2 separate regions of the Mus musculus genome follow, and region 2 is linked to region 1. Evidence: chromatin contacts called from public HiChIP or PLAC-seq data. All regions are on one chromosome and are shown on one strand. Each heading gives the region's core, a stretch centred on a gene start, on an enhancer-like site or on the middle of the called end of the contact. The rest is flanking DNA. Distances are from core to core; before and after follow the strand shown. Region 1 holds the start of Amdhd2 (amidohydrolase domain containing 2). Region 2 overlaps Abca17 (ATP-binding cassette, sub-family A (ABC1), member 17).

Region 1 (7,030 bases), core at 3,045-5,544:
GCCCCTTGTGTGTGGGACCATCTCTGGGCTGCTTGTCTTGGGTTCTATAAGAAAGCAAGCTGAGCCGGGCGTGGTGGTGCACTCCTTTAATCCCAGCAGAGGCAGGCGGATTTCTGAGTTTGAGGCCAGCCTGGTCTACAGAGTGAGTTCCAGGACAGCCAGGGCTATACAGAGAAACCCTGTCTCGAAAGATAGGAGGCACAGCACTGCTTTTAACTCTAGAGAAGCTTTGTGTAGTGGAGTGCATCTGTTGTCCCCATACAGGAGATCGTCTGAACCCAGGAGTTAGAGATCAGTCTACAGTAAAGCAAGACGCTCTCCCAAAATAAAAAGGGTGCAGGTCACTGGATCCTAGTAGTTTGGGGCTTGGAGACTTACTGCACTGGTAGAGCACCTATTTAGCATGTACAAGGCCCTGAGTGCAATCCCTCAGCACCATAGACGAAAGTTTAGGGTGTTTTTTTTTTGTTGTTTTGTTTTGTTTTTTCAAGACAGGGTTTCTCTGTGTAGCCCTGGCTGTCCTGAAACTCACTCTGTAGACCAGGCTGGACTTGAACTCAGAAATCCACCTGCCTCTGCCTCCCAAGTGCTGGATTAAAGGTGTGCACCACCACGCCCGGCGAAAGTTTAGTTTACGAGTGCTTGCATATGTTTGTAAAGCCACGTGCTTGCCTGGTTCCTGTAGAACCAGAGGGAGTGGCAAATTCCCTGAAACTGGAGTTACAGGCAGTTATGAGCCACATGATATGGGTGTTGGGAACCAAAGCTGAGTCCTTTGCAAGAGCAAGTGTTCTTAGCTGTTTGCCAGCCCCAAACACACATTTTCTTACCTTCACCTCTAATCCAAACCGTGGATCAGGAAAACAAAGGTATAGCTAGGAGTGGTGGCACAGGCCCTTAATCTCAGCACTCAGAAGGTAGAGACAAGCTGGCCTCTGTGGTTCTAGGGCAGCCTGGTCTGTACAGTGAGTTCCAGGATAGCCAGGGCTACCCAAAGAGACCCTATCTCAAAAACAAACAAACAGACAGACAGACAGACAGACAGAGAATAAAGACAAGGCTAAAAGGATGGCTGAGTGCTTAAGAGCATGTACTACTCTGACGCAGAGGACTGGATTCAGTTCTCAGTACTCACATATTCACATGCAGACATACAAACCTACATAGAATTAAAAATGATTAATCTTCAAAGAAGCAGCAGCAGCCGCCACCACCAGATGACTTAGTATCTTAAAAACCAAGCAAAGAGCCAGGCATGATATTATGTGAGAGGCTGAGACAAAGGGCCAGCCTCAATTACAAAAACAATCTGGACTCTTTGAGACCTTGACTCAAAGCAAATTAAAAAACAAACAAACAAACAAACAAACACCAGGCAAAATGGCTGAGTGGGTAAAACGCACTTGCCAACAAGCTATCTCATGACCTGAGTTTAATTCTCAGGATCCAAAGGATGGAAGGAGAGCTATGATGCCCACAAGTTGTCTTGACATCTGCTTGCATACCATGCACTGCATGCATGCAGGCCCACATAGGTTTTCGTGCTCACACACACACTCACTCACACACTCACATACACACAATTTTCTAGAAGAGCACTTTGAAAGGCAAAGTGAGAGCATGCAGCAGAAACGAGATAAATGAGGCTGGAGAGGAAGGTAATGATGAATCAGGGGTGGGCAGGGTGGCAGACATCCTGTCTGAGGTGCCTGACCTTCATCAGCTAACAGATCTGAAGCAGAAAATCATCTGAAGCCATCAGATCTGTCTATGTCTGAAGCATAGGCTAGAAGAGTAAATCTTAGAGAAAGAGCAGGTGGTTTCAATGAACCGGATCTTGATGAAGATACCCAAGTAGTAGCTGGGCAAGTGAGCAAGCCCCTCAGTGAGAAGGGCCCTGGAGGAATTAGGAGACATAGTAGGGAGGGTGTTTGAGGGTAGGTCTCCTGATGTCTAATGCAACGGGGTATTTCGTTTTTAAACTCAAGGCTGCCCAGTCTCAGCCATCACCTCCTACCTGCTTCCCAAGGCCTTTAGTCTAAAAGTGTTTTCTGAGAGTCTGTGAGGTAGCTGGACTACAGTGGGGCACCAGGGTGAAAAACCTTAGGACTATTCCTACTAAGGGAGAACCCCAGCCTTGCACCTTGCCAGTTGAGCCTGCTGCATGAGGAAAACACAGCGGTGGAGAAGGGGCGTGGGGGCAGGGCTCACAGGAGCAAGGCCTTCCGGGAAGCGCCCAGGAGGACCTGGCACACTTATAGCTGCTGGAATGTGCCTGAGGGGAAAGAGAAGCAGCTTAGCTTAGCAAGGGAATGGTAGTAGGGGGCACATCCTGACACCTGTCACCTTGATAGACGACTCTGGGTTTTGCCAGAGATCAGCTGGGAGAACCAAGTACCTTTCTGCAGTAGGACCATAGGTTGCCCTTGTAACCGTGGAGCACTGTGGGAGAGTTCCAGAAAGACATCCCTTGTTGACATTCAAGGAATGCTTGACATTGTCAACCACCCACTGACTGTTCTCACTCTCCATTTAATGAAACTGAGACTCAGAAGTAAGGTTGTCTTGAGTCTTCCAAGGGTGGCAAGTCAAGGGGCCAGAGTGACGCCTATGCAGCCCAGGGCACAGCCCACACTCAATACCCACAGTTCCCTCCTCTGCTTCTGTGTCTACACAACCAGAAAGGAAGCCACGGGCAACCACACACTCCCTGATCCTGTCCTGGAAGAAAAACTGGCTGCGGCGATTGACAACAGGAACAGAGAAAATCCATTCGAGTATGGATAACAGCATTCATTTACTAAATTCGTCAACTGTGTTGCATAAGAGAATACCACGTTTTTAAAGCAAGAGTTCAGGTCTAAGGGATAAACCCGCAGAGAACACATGAAGACAGCAACCTAAACAAGCTTCCTTAAAACTGGGAAAACTAGCCTGGCGTGGTGGCACACGCCTTTAATCCCAGCACTCGGGAGGCAGAGGCAGGCAGATTTCTGAGTTTGAGGCCAGCCTGGTCTACAAAGTGAGTTCCAGGACAGCAAGGTCTATACAGAGAAACCCTGTCTCGAAAAAACAAACAAACAAACAAAAACCGGGAAAACTGTGGGAGAACCTTACATGAAATTTGGAACAAGACAACAGACCTCCTGCTAAGATAGAAGGTGGAAGGGTGAGGACAGAAGCCAGTCCACAGCAACAGCAGCTCTTTCTGAAAGGCTTTTTCATGTGAGTCACACAGCATAAGCAGGTTAGGGAGGAAGAGCTAGACAAGAGACAATGGCTGTGGCAGAATTCCAGGCGACCTTAGTTCAGGAGACCCAGAGGCTGCCTACAGGGCGTTGGGAGGGCGTGGCAGATGAGAACCGGGGCAGGAAACGTGAGGACAACCGCACTGGCAGTTGCAGAGACCAGGCAGAACCCAACTGAAAGTGAGGCGGATCCCCCTCGGACCCAAGTCCAGGAAGCCCAGATTCGGGTGAAGGAAGTGGTCCTTTCCTGAGGGCCCCTTTGCTCAGGGGTAGAACGGCCTCATCTCACCTTGTGATAAACCTCTGGTGGGGAGGTGACCAGGGTGGGACAGAAGGAGGTGACACCGTGGGACAGGAGCCTCCGGGCCACTAGGGCGACCCCCGAACCCACGTCCTCCGTAGCCTTGGAGAAGTCAACACCAAATCCACCTGTGGCCACAGAAAACAAGGGGGGTAGCACAGTGCTCGGAGCTCCTGCCCTGGGTTCCCTGGCCCGAGCCAGGCCGCACCGTTGATCTGCACATCGATAAAGCCAGGCGCCAGGATGCGGCCTCCGCAGTCCCGCTGCTCATCAGCCACACGCCTCTCCTCAAAAAACAGCTTTTCTGGGTCCAGGATTCGGCCCCCGCGCACCCACAGATCCTCCCTGAGGGCAGAGTAGTAGGCACTTGGATCACCACCAGGCCCTGGAACCAAACCCTAGTTCTATCTCGCACCCAGCTTGTCCCTGCACCCACTATTCTTCTTGGTCCCGGCCACACACCCACGATAGTCCCGCCCTCCACATTCCTGCCCCTTTCAGGGCTTATGCCCTACACTATCCCCATCTCTGCACCCCGCACTGGCGTATCATCAGCTCTATACCCAGCCTAAGCCTGCACCATGCAGCCCAGACCTGAGGAGCGTGCCGCCACGCAGGATGCGGCAGTTGGTGAACTGGAGCACCGGGGCCCCCGCTGCGCACTGCCCGCTACGCATCGTGAGTCGCGCCGAACCCAGCAAGCTTTGGGCGCAAGCCGGCAGAGCCCGGAGCAGCCGTAATCGGAAGCGGGGCCAGGTCGCATCACGTGACTCTCAGCTGAAGGGGCTGTCACGTGGCCGCGGTGCTCACGTGGTGGCGACCACATGATGACAAACCCTGCCAGGCCCGCCCACAGAAGCGCCAGAACACAAGCCAGTCACATCCGAGAACTTTTATTGGACACAGCTGGGAGCCAGCTCTGAGGAGCAGTAGCACTCTATCCTCCACCCTGGCTGTTCAGGGCAGGGGGAAGGGTGGCTCCATCCAAGGAGTCTCAGCAACAGGAACCCCACAAGGCAACAGTCTACTAATGATTACTATATAGTTGGGAGACAGGAGCTGCTCCACAGACGCATGAATAGGTCAAATCTTTTATAAATAAACATCCAGTGAAGAGAAAAATGACAACTCTAGTTCATTCTTATACACAGGAGCACTCTAGGGCGATGGGTGGGGTAACCAGAGGCTGACTTCGTCACTGGTCAGGGGCCTGGGTGGGAGATGAGTGGGCCCGTATGTCCACAGCACGGTGCAGTAGGGGCAAGGCGGGGGCGACAGACAATGGGCACTAGGACACTGCACATTTACAAGACCAACTACTGAGGGGCAGCTGCCCGTGCATGTGTCAGGCTGTTCGTTCTGGAATGAGGAGGGGTGATCTTTACATCCTATCCTGTGACTGATGGTGGAAAAGGACTACTTTGTGGAGAGGATTAGGGCCACGATGAGACCGTAGAGGCCAAGCACCTCCGCAAAGATGAGGATCAGGATCATGCCCACGAACAGTCGAGGCTGCTGGGCAGTGCCCCGAACACCAGCATCTCCGACGATGCCAATGGCAAAGCCAGCAGCCAGGCCACTCAGCCCCACACTCAGGCCAGCACCCAGTTGAAGAAAACTCCTGGGGAGAGAAGAGACACAGGTTGTCAGCAATCTGCCTGTCCACAGGACAATGAAGCACTTCACCTGGGAGGAAAGGCCCAGCACTCACCTGTAGAGGGTGATGCCATCAGTCAGGGAGTTAGCGATAAGTACTGCCACCACCAGGCCGTAGATGGCGATGATCCCAGCCATAACCACTGGGATGATGGACTTCATGATCAGCTCTGGCCTCATGACTGACATGGCTGCGATGCCAGTGCCACTCTTGGCTGTGCCATAGGCGGCTCCCATGGCTGTGGGAGGAGAGAGTAAGTGAGCCCAGAGCAGCTTTTTCCATTCTGCTCCCCAGGTTCCCACCCATTACAAGAACTGAGGCGGGCAGCCAAGCAAGAGCAGCAGCCACTTCTCTTCCCACTAGCAGAGCCATACCTCCAACCTCCTGCTCTACTTCCGCCTGCAGTTCTTCCTGTGGTCATGGGGGCTCGTTTGCTGTGAAACCAGACTTTGTTCCCTAGCACTCCCCTTCCCTAGCTTGTGATCTCTGGCAACATAGTCACGTGGAAGAGGCGGCTGGGCCAAGGAGAGCCTTGCTCGAGACTCTGGCAATCCCTGTCCCACACCCTAAGCTCCAGGCACTTCCAGCATAAGAGCTACATGTCAGCTGCCCAGAGGCCACTCCAGTGTCAATCAGTTCCTGCCTAGAGTCTGCCTACAGTGGGGCCTTCAAGCCTTCCCAGACAGGACAACAGAGTTATATCTGTTTCTTCTGGTACTGCCCCCCCACTTCAACCTCTCCAAGAGAGACTGCTACCCTTCCGGACTTTGTTTCCCTCTCCTATCTTCAGGTCTTGAACTCCAATTCTTCTCATTTCTGCCACTTGTCCTCAGACCCTATAAGAAATATTGAGCTACTAATATGGCTGACACTGGAGCCTCCAAAATCTTTGCCCAGGGCACCCATGGCCATTGTGGGGGAAGTTGTGCATAACCCAATACACAGAAAACAACATGGGCCAGAGGTAAAAGAGACATGAACAGCTCCAGCCCCTCCTCTATATGACTTATGGATCTCACGGAACCACAAGATGTCTACTGTGTGCCCATCACTGAGTAGGGAAAGAGTCAGAGACCTCTGCCTTCTCAGAGCTCAGGAACAGCAAGAAGACAGTGACCCAACACAACAACATATTCAGCAAGGAAAGAGAAAAGGCCTAGGGGAGCTATGGTGAGGGGAGGAGGGTCTAAAAACAGATCACAGAAACCAACCAAGTATACGGGAAGGTGGTAAAGTGAGCAGCAGAGGCAAACCAAAGGGCAAGGTTCCTGACAGCACATTCAGACCCATGCACGACAGGACTAGGGGAGATCAACTGGAGGACTAGGGGAGATCAACTGGAGGACTCGGGGAGATCAACTGGAGGACTAGGGGAGATCAGCTGGAGGACTAGGGGAGATCAACTGGAGGACTAGGGGAGATCAACTGGAGGACTAGGGGAGATCAACTGGAGGACTAGGGGAGATCAACTGGAGGACTAGGGGAGATCAACTGGAGGACTCGGGGAGATCAACTGGAGGACTCGGGGAGATCAACTGGAGGACTCGGGGAGATCAACTGGAGGACTCGGGGAGATCAACTGGAGGACTCGGGGAGATCAACTGGAGGACTCGGGGAGATCAACTGGAGGACTAGGGGAGATCAACTGGAGGACTCGGGGAGATCAACTGGAGGACTAGGGGAGATCAACTGGAGGACTAGGGGAGATCAGCTGGAGGACTCGGGGAGATCAACTGGAGGACTCGGGGAGATCAACTGGAGGACTAGGGGAGATCAACTGGAGGACTAGGGGAGATCAACTGGAGGACTCGGGGAGATCAACTG
Region 2 (6,462 bases), core at 1,354-3,853, 120 kb after region 1:
CTGTGGCTTCTTGCTGCTTCCGAGGACTCAGGCCAATTGGCAGAGTGATGTCAGCTGATACAGACTTCCATGGAATTTTGCTAAGACGGCAGGACTCATGGAGGACATGTGATGTTTGGAGGGTATAAATAGGACTCAGTGGTCGGTGACAGGGGCTTGGCTTGCACAGCAAGCTTTGCAGCACTTCTTGGTCTTGCATCGCCTTTACTGAGAGAGGTACAGCTGAGAACTTCTCCTGGTGTCCCTCGTGGTCCTGCTGACTCGTGCTGACTCGTGCTGATGCTGCTGAGGGCCATCTGTCTCTCCTAGGCTGTGCTTCTGCTGCTGATCTGTATTTGCTATCCCAACGCTGCTAAACTGGACTGCTGGTGTATCCATAAAGTATTTACGAGTAGATCCAGCCACTGCTGGGCCCTATAAACTGAACTGCTGGTTTCCTGACAACACAGGTGGGATTTGCTCCAAAAACCAATTTCTAAATAGGTCCACTTCCCCCATATCCTAGTACTCTTTCTTTTTCACTACCTCTGGTGGGTGGTGGGTGAGAAGGGAGGTTAAAGCATCTAAGAACCATCATTAAAAGTAGGTTTAAAAAAATTTAAACACCAATACACATAAAATAAAATAAATGAAAAACAAGAAGACAATAAAAGGCTTTTCTCATTCTGTATTATATAAATATATATAATTTTTTTGTCAATTTAAAATAAGAGAGCTTGAAAATGAAGCTCAGTGATAGAGCATGTTTACGTGGTTGAGGCATTAATATTAATAAGAGATATTCCTGTATTTATATGACATCTATCTAAATCACAAAATGCTTCCATGTTTGATTGTCCTTTCAACTGTCAGCCCCCTTGCAACTGAACTGGCCCCTCATGTAGAAACATTCCAGGAGACTTGCAGGTTAGTTCAGTGGCAAAGGACTCGTTTAGCATGCAGGAGACCCTAAGGGTTTCATCAAGCACCGTGACATCATATCGAACAAAATCTGATCTGTCTTAAATGCTGTAAAGATTTGTATTTAGAAATTATACAATAAAATTATGTTCATGGAGGAAACAGAAGAGAATGGTGTAGTTATCTTTTCCATTTCCTTAAACATGGCTTAGCTTTGTGCATAGTTCTTTCATATCATTTTTAGTTTATTTATTTTATGTATATGAGTACCCTGTAGCTATATAGATGGTTGTGAGACTTCATGTGGTTGTTGGGAATTGAATTTTTTTTTAGGACCTCTGCTCGATCTGGTTGGCCCGGCTCACTCCCATCAATTCCGCTTGTTCAGTCCCTGCTTGCTCTGAACCAAAGATTTATTTATTATTATACATAAGTACATTGTAGCTGTCTTCAGACACGCCAAAAGAGGGCATCAGATCTCTTTGTGGGTGATTGTGAGCCACCATGTGGTTGCTGGGATTTGAACTCAGGACCTTTGAAAGAGCAGTCAGTGCTCTTACCCACTGAGCCAGCTCACCAGCCCTTGTCGTTGTTCTCAAATGTGTTATAACTACTATGTACATAGCATTTACAGTGTATTAAGTGTTTTAAGAAATCTAGACATAATTTAAAGTATGGATGAGAAGACTATGGTGTAGCTCAGTGGTAGAACAGTTGCATAAAATGCACAAGGCTCTGTATTAGATCCTGAGTCTCACACACACACACACACACACACACACACACACACACACACACACACACAGAGACAGAGAGATGGAGAGAGACAGAGAGACACACAGAGAGAATGTGCAGCTATGCATAGCTTTCATGCACTTGCCATGCCTTTTCACAGGAAAGGGCGAATGCTGCAATGAACTGTAGGTTGGATGGTGGCACATGCCTACAATAGGTAAATCTTTCCAAGTCCAAAGCTTGCCTGGTTTAAATAGTGAGTTCATGAACAGCCAGGGATACATAGTGAGACTTTAAGCCAAGTGGTTGTGGCACAATCCATTAATCCCAGCACTCGGGGAGGCAGAGACAGGGGTTGGGTGTGTGTGTGTGTGTGTGTGTGTGTGTGTGTGTGTGTGTGTGTGTGTGGTGGTGGTGGTGGTGGTGGTGGTGGTGGTGGTGGTGGTGTTAATCTCTGAGTTCTAGTCCAGCCTGGTCTACAAAACTAGTTCCAGGACAGCCGGGGCTACACAGAGAAACCCTGTCTCAAAAAAAAAACAAAAAAAAACAAACAAACAAAAAAAACAAACCCAAAAAACACCAAAAAACCAACCAACCAACCAAACAAAAAAACCATAGGGAGAAAAGAAAAAGAAAGAAAGGCCAAATCGTATTACACAAACCATATAAGGATAAAAATGTTCTCAGCAAATTTCACTCTTTACTCACAAACATCATTGCAGTCAATATCACTCAAGTTCTTAGCACTGCAAAACTTTTTCAGCTCAAAGTTATAGTACAAGTTGGACAAGGCCATTCCCAGGCAATGTCCAGGAAGAATTAGGAAAATATGATCCAAGGAGTCTGAGAGTTCCGTGTAGCCAAGATCTGCAATGAGAACAGAAAGCACCAATTTTACTAGCATAAGGGAAAGTGACCAGTCATCTCTCTCCTCAGTCACTTCTGGAGTCCGGACGTCACACTCTCAGGCCTCCAGACCACACTGTGGGTTCCTGACTCCTGGTGTTGACTCTCCCCACCTCTGTTCATTTAACTCTATGTTTCTTTGTTTAGTTCCTTAGATCTGCCACTTCCTTTATCCAGAGAGCACACTGTATCTGAGAAAGTCAGAGGCAGCATGGCTCCAGCAGGAAGTGCCCAGGGGTGTGGGCTGGAGGTGAGCAGACCCAGGCAGAACAGGGATGGGAGCCAGCTCTGGACTCCCTGGGGTGTTTTACCTTCCCCTGTCCTGAAGATTGAGCCTAGGGACTCGCACATGCTAGGCGAGCATTCCACCATATCCCTGGCTCCAGAGCGTCATCCTGAAGTCAGACAAGGAGTATAAGGTCCCTTCCTCCATGGTTTGTGGAGACTTAAACTGTCATAAAGGGTCCCTTAGGAGAGAGGACAACTCCCCACATCAGAGAAAAGGGACATTGTAAATCAAATTTTAAATGAAAGTAAGGAAGATGGCTGGGGAGATGGCTCAGTGGTTAAGAACACTGGTTGCTCTCCAGAGGACCTGGGTTCAAGTCTCAGCAACCACATGGTGGCTCACTGCAGTCTAATTCCGGTTCCAGGGAACCTGACACCCCTTTACCCCTTTCTGGCCTCGGTGGCTACCAGGCATGTAAGTGATGTGCATCAGATATTCATGCAAACACTTATACACAAAGCAATGTTTCTTAATCTTATGTATATGAATGTTTTGCCTGTATGCTGTCTGTTGTATGTTTGTACATCCTGGAGGCTAGAAGAGGGCATTCGATCCCCTGGGATGGGAGTCACAGACATCCGTGAGCTGTTGGGTGCTGGGAATAAAACTGGGTCCTCTTGAAGAGCAGCCAGTGAGTGGTCTTAACTCCTGACCCAGCTCACCAAGCCCCGCCTTCAAAATAAAAATTACTTTTAAAAATAAAGAAGAATGTGGAAGGGAAGGAAAATCCATCTGAAGGGGTTGTGAAATGTAAATCCAAAAGAAAAAGAGCATTGTGGGGCCAGGACATGCCCGGCAGTGAGGAGCCTTCTGCTCTTATGGAGGACTGGAGTTTAGTTCCCAGCAACCATGCCATGTCGCTCACAAACCACTGGTCCCCACAGCTCCTGGGGATCTGATAACCTCTTCAGTCCTCCATGTGAAACTCCACATATGTGCACAGACACACAGGAAAACACAGAGACGTACAGACAGTCATATAATAAATCCTAATAAAAAGTGGAGGTAAAAAAAAGAAAAAAAAGAAAAAAAGAAAAAAAAAAGTGGAGGTAACATTTAGGCTCTTTTGTCCCACCCTGACCCATTTGTGGTAGCATAAACAGAAGCTGTCAGTTTCAAGTATGTGTTGTAAATAATGGCTGGATCTTAGTTTCTTTTACAAGAGCTCTTCCTCCCATGTTGACTAATTCATTTACATATTCACTTTTTTTTTTAAAGTAAGGAACATTACATTTTAGTGAAATGCATGGATCACAGGTGGACAGTGATTCGTAAGTATGTAAATCCACATAAACTAGTGTCCGGTCCAAGATCAGGAACATCCTTTACCCCCCAAAGCTCTCCGGTGTGTTATTTCTATCGGCCCTTTGCCCCAGGCCCAGAGGTAACCCTTTTTCTGAGTCCATTTCCGAGATTCATTTTGTCTGTTCATAGACTTCACACAGGTGAAGCATCCATCTGCAGAGTGAGTGTGACTGAGTTGTTTGTCCACCCTGTGTTCGGCCCACAGCGGCTGCGAGCGCTATCTCTTGCGTCTTTGGTTAGACATGAGTTTTTGTGGGTGTGACAGCTGTAGTGGCTGCTGGAGGAGAGATTCCTGCTCCCTGCAAAATGTCAATGTGATTACCTTTCTCACTGGTGACGGTGACGAGGACCACAGGGCTGATGCTCAGGAAGGTGAGCATCACCACGAGCTTCACACATGCACTGCCAGGAGTGTTAAAGGAGAAGCTGACCGTGTACACCAAAGGGATGACAGCCCAGCCGTAGAGCATCATTATCAAGACCACCGCTGGGATGCTCTCGTGGTGTGCAAAAGCCTCTTCCTTATACCACAGAAACACCAACTTCAGAGAGAGGAGAGGGAAGGAACGGGAAGAGTCCGTAAGGGTTCATCCTGAGTGCTAAGAATATAGCGAGCTCAGTTTTAACTTCTTCTTTTATTTGTTTTTTTGTTTTTTTTCGAGGCAGGGTTTCTCTGTGTAGCCCTGGCTGTCCTGGAACTCACTCTGTAGACCAGGCTGGCCTCAAACTCAGAAATCTGCCTGCCTCTGCCTCCCAAGTGCTGGGATTAAAGTCACCACGCCTGGCTTATTTTATTTTATTTTTGGTAAGTTTTAACTTCTTTATGTATTTGTGGGGGACGGAGGCACGGCTCTTGTGGAGGACAGAGGACATTCTCTAGGGTTGGTTCTTCTCACCACCTTTTAGGATCCAGGGATTAAATTCAGGTCATAAGGTCTGTGACGAGTGCCTTTACTCACAGGCCCATAAGCTCAGGGTTTTATTTATTTATTTAGGTTTTTTCGAGACAAGATTTCTCTGTGTAGCCCTGGCTGTCCTGGAACTCACTCTGTAGACCAGGCTGGCCTCGAACTCAGAAATCCACCTGCCTCTGCCTCTGCTGGGATTAAAGACGTGCGGCTTCACAAGCATTCGCTAATGAGCGAGCCTGAGAGATGCTGTCAGGGAACTGCCCTGACTCTCAGTAACAGAGCAGCACAGCAAAGGATAAGGAGATGCTTGTGAAACAGAACGGGGCAGGAAGTGACCCACTCGGCACAGAGTAATCAGGTACCGAGCAGGAAGTGATCCACTCGGCACAAAATAATCAGGTACCAAGCAGGAAGTGATCCACTCAGCACAAAATAATCATACATGTCTCCAAAACATGGTCTCTCAGTGACTTGAGGCAGCAGCTCTGTAAGGACTACACAAACACCACCGCACAAGCTACCCAGTTCCTGAAGATATCAGAGCTAAATGAACTTGCCATTCCAGTCAGGCCTGAGCTACCAGTCAAACTTCTCAGCAGGTTCTGGTTCAGGAGGTGGTTCTTTCCGGGGAAGCCCCCGGTCCGCAGGACAGGATGCCTGTACCACGAGGTACTCACCACCAGCAGCAGAGTGGGAACGAGGAAAGAGATGAGGTCCCACAGCAGAGCTGAGAGCCAGAACACAGCCGTGCTGACTCCACTCACAAACTGGAGGCTCTTAGACTTAACGCTCTTCTCTCCGACTGTCAAGATGGAGAAGGAGCTTGACAGGAAAGCTATTCCAAAAAGAAAGTTGACAACAAGGTAGTGTCCTTTAGGGCCCCTGCGAAAGACAGAAAGCAACTGTGACTAGCAATATAAGCACTTGAAATGAAAATGAGACCCAGAAGCAGGCAGGAAAGCGAGAAGTGCTATAGAAGCGAAAGCTTGAGGCAGGGAGAAAGGCAGTCTCACGCACTGGTACAGGATTGACTCTGAGACCTCGATGGCTGTCTGAGGCTGAGGATAGTTGGTTGTGGTAATGGAAGCATTGGCTCCAGAAAGCAACTTGAAGAGAAGATTGTCCACCAGAGTCAGAGCCAGGCTAGGGGAGTGGTAGGCCTGGTTGTTGAACAGCGCCTTCACTGTCGTGTGGTTATTCACATCTTCAAAAGAAGCTGCCACCACGTAGAGCTTATCAAAGCCCTCAGGAGCCTCCTTTGCCTTCTTCAGGAGGAAGTCCTCTACAGAACCTGGGAGGAAGCCAAAGGCACACTGGGCAGAGAGAATGCTGAGAAAACATCGCACCAGGCCCAGTGGCACACAGTACACTCATCATGGGCTTCCCCAGTCTTCTGCTCTTTCTGGGTACCCCATT

What was found. HiChIP or PLAC-seq counts read pairs in DNA pulled down with a chosen protein or histone mark.
Region 2: a contact with region 1 is called in an H3K27ac HiChIP or PLAC-seq map of the HPC-7 cell line, with 10 times the contacts expected there. The contact joins the enhancer-like site here to the promoter of Amdhd2 in region 1. A contact is called at or near these places in 16 of 39 promoter capture datasets (the C10 cell line, the HPC-7 cell line, HPC-7-derived erythroid cells and 13 more), 2 of 15 datasets of contacts at CTCF or cohesin (the NIH/3T3 cell line and pro-B cells), 1 of 484 Hi-C or Micro-C datasets (liver), 20 of 115 datasets of contacts at active chromatin or transcription factors (the 230-238 cell line, the HPC-7 cell line, the SCID.adh cell line and 14 more) and 3 of 9 other capture datasets (adipose tissue, liver and pancreatic islet).

The regions. Positions count from the first base shown.
Region 1 is chr17:24,159,439-24,166,468 of GRCm38.p6, forward strand. It overlaps Amdhd2 (amidohydrolase domain containing 2), which reads right to left and starts at 4,295. Exons shown (of 11, transcript NM_172935.4): 1 at 4,144-4,295; 2 at 3,758-3,894; 3 at 3,538-3,677. The coding sequence starts at 4,226. It overlaps Atp6v0c (ATPase, H+ transporting, lysosomal V0 subunit C), which reads right to left. Exons shown (of 3, transcript NM_009729.4): 2 at 5,261-5,444; 3 at 4,427-5,170. The coding sequence ends at 4,966.
Region 2 is chr17:24,283,273-24,289,734 of GRCm38.p6, forward strand. Abca17 (ATP-binding cassette, sub-family A (ABC1), member 17) reads right to left here. Exons shown (of 31, transcript NM_001031621.3): 20 at 6,064-6,337; 21 at 5,724-5,928; 22 at 4,458-4,677; 23 at 2,344-2,502. Among named protein-coding and RNA genes, the nearest start is that of Ccnf, 35 kb to the left of the region's middle. Within about 2 kb of position 2,604, at least 22 of the 459 cell types and tissues checked have an H3K27ac peak or open chromatin away from gene starts, as enhancers often do. A contact at or near this core is called in the HPC-7 cell line, hematopoietic stem and progenitor cells and trophoblast stem cells, where this site is marked.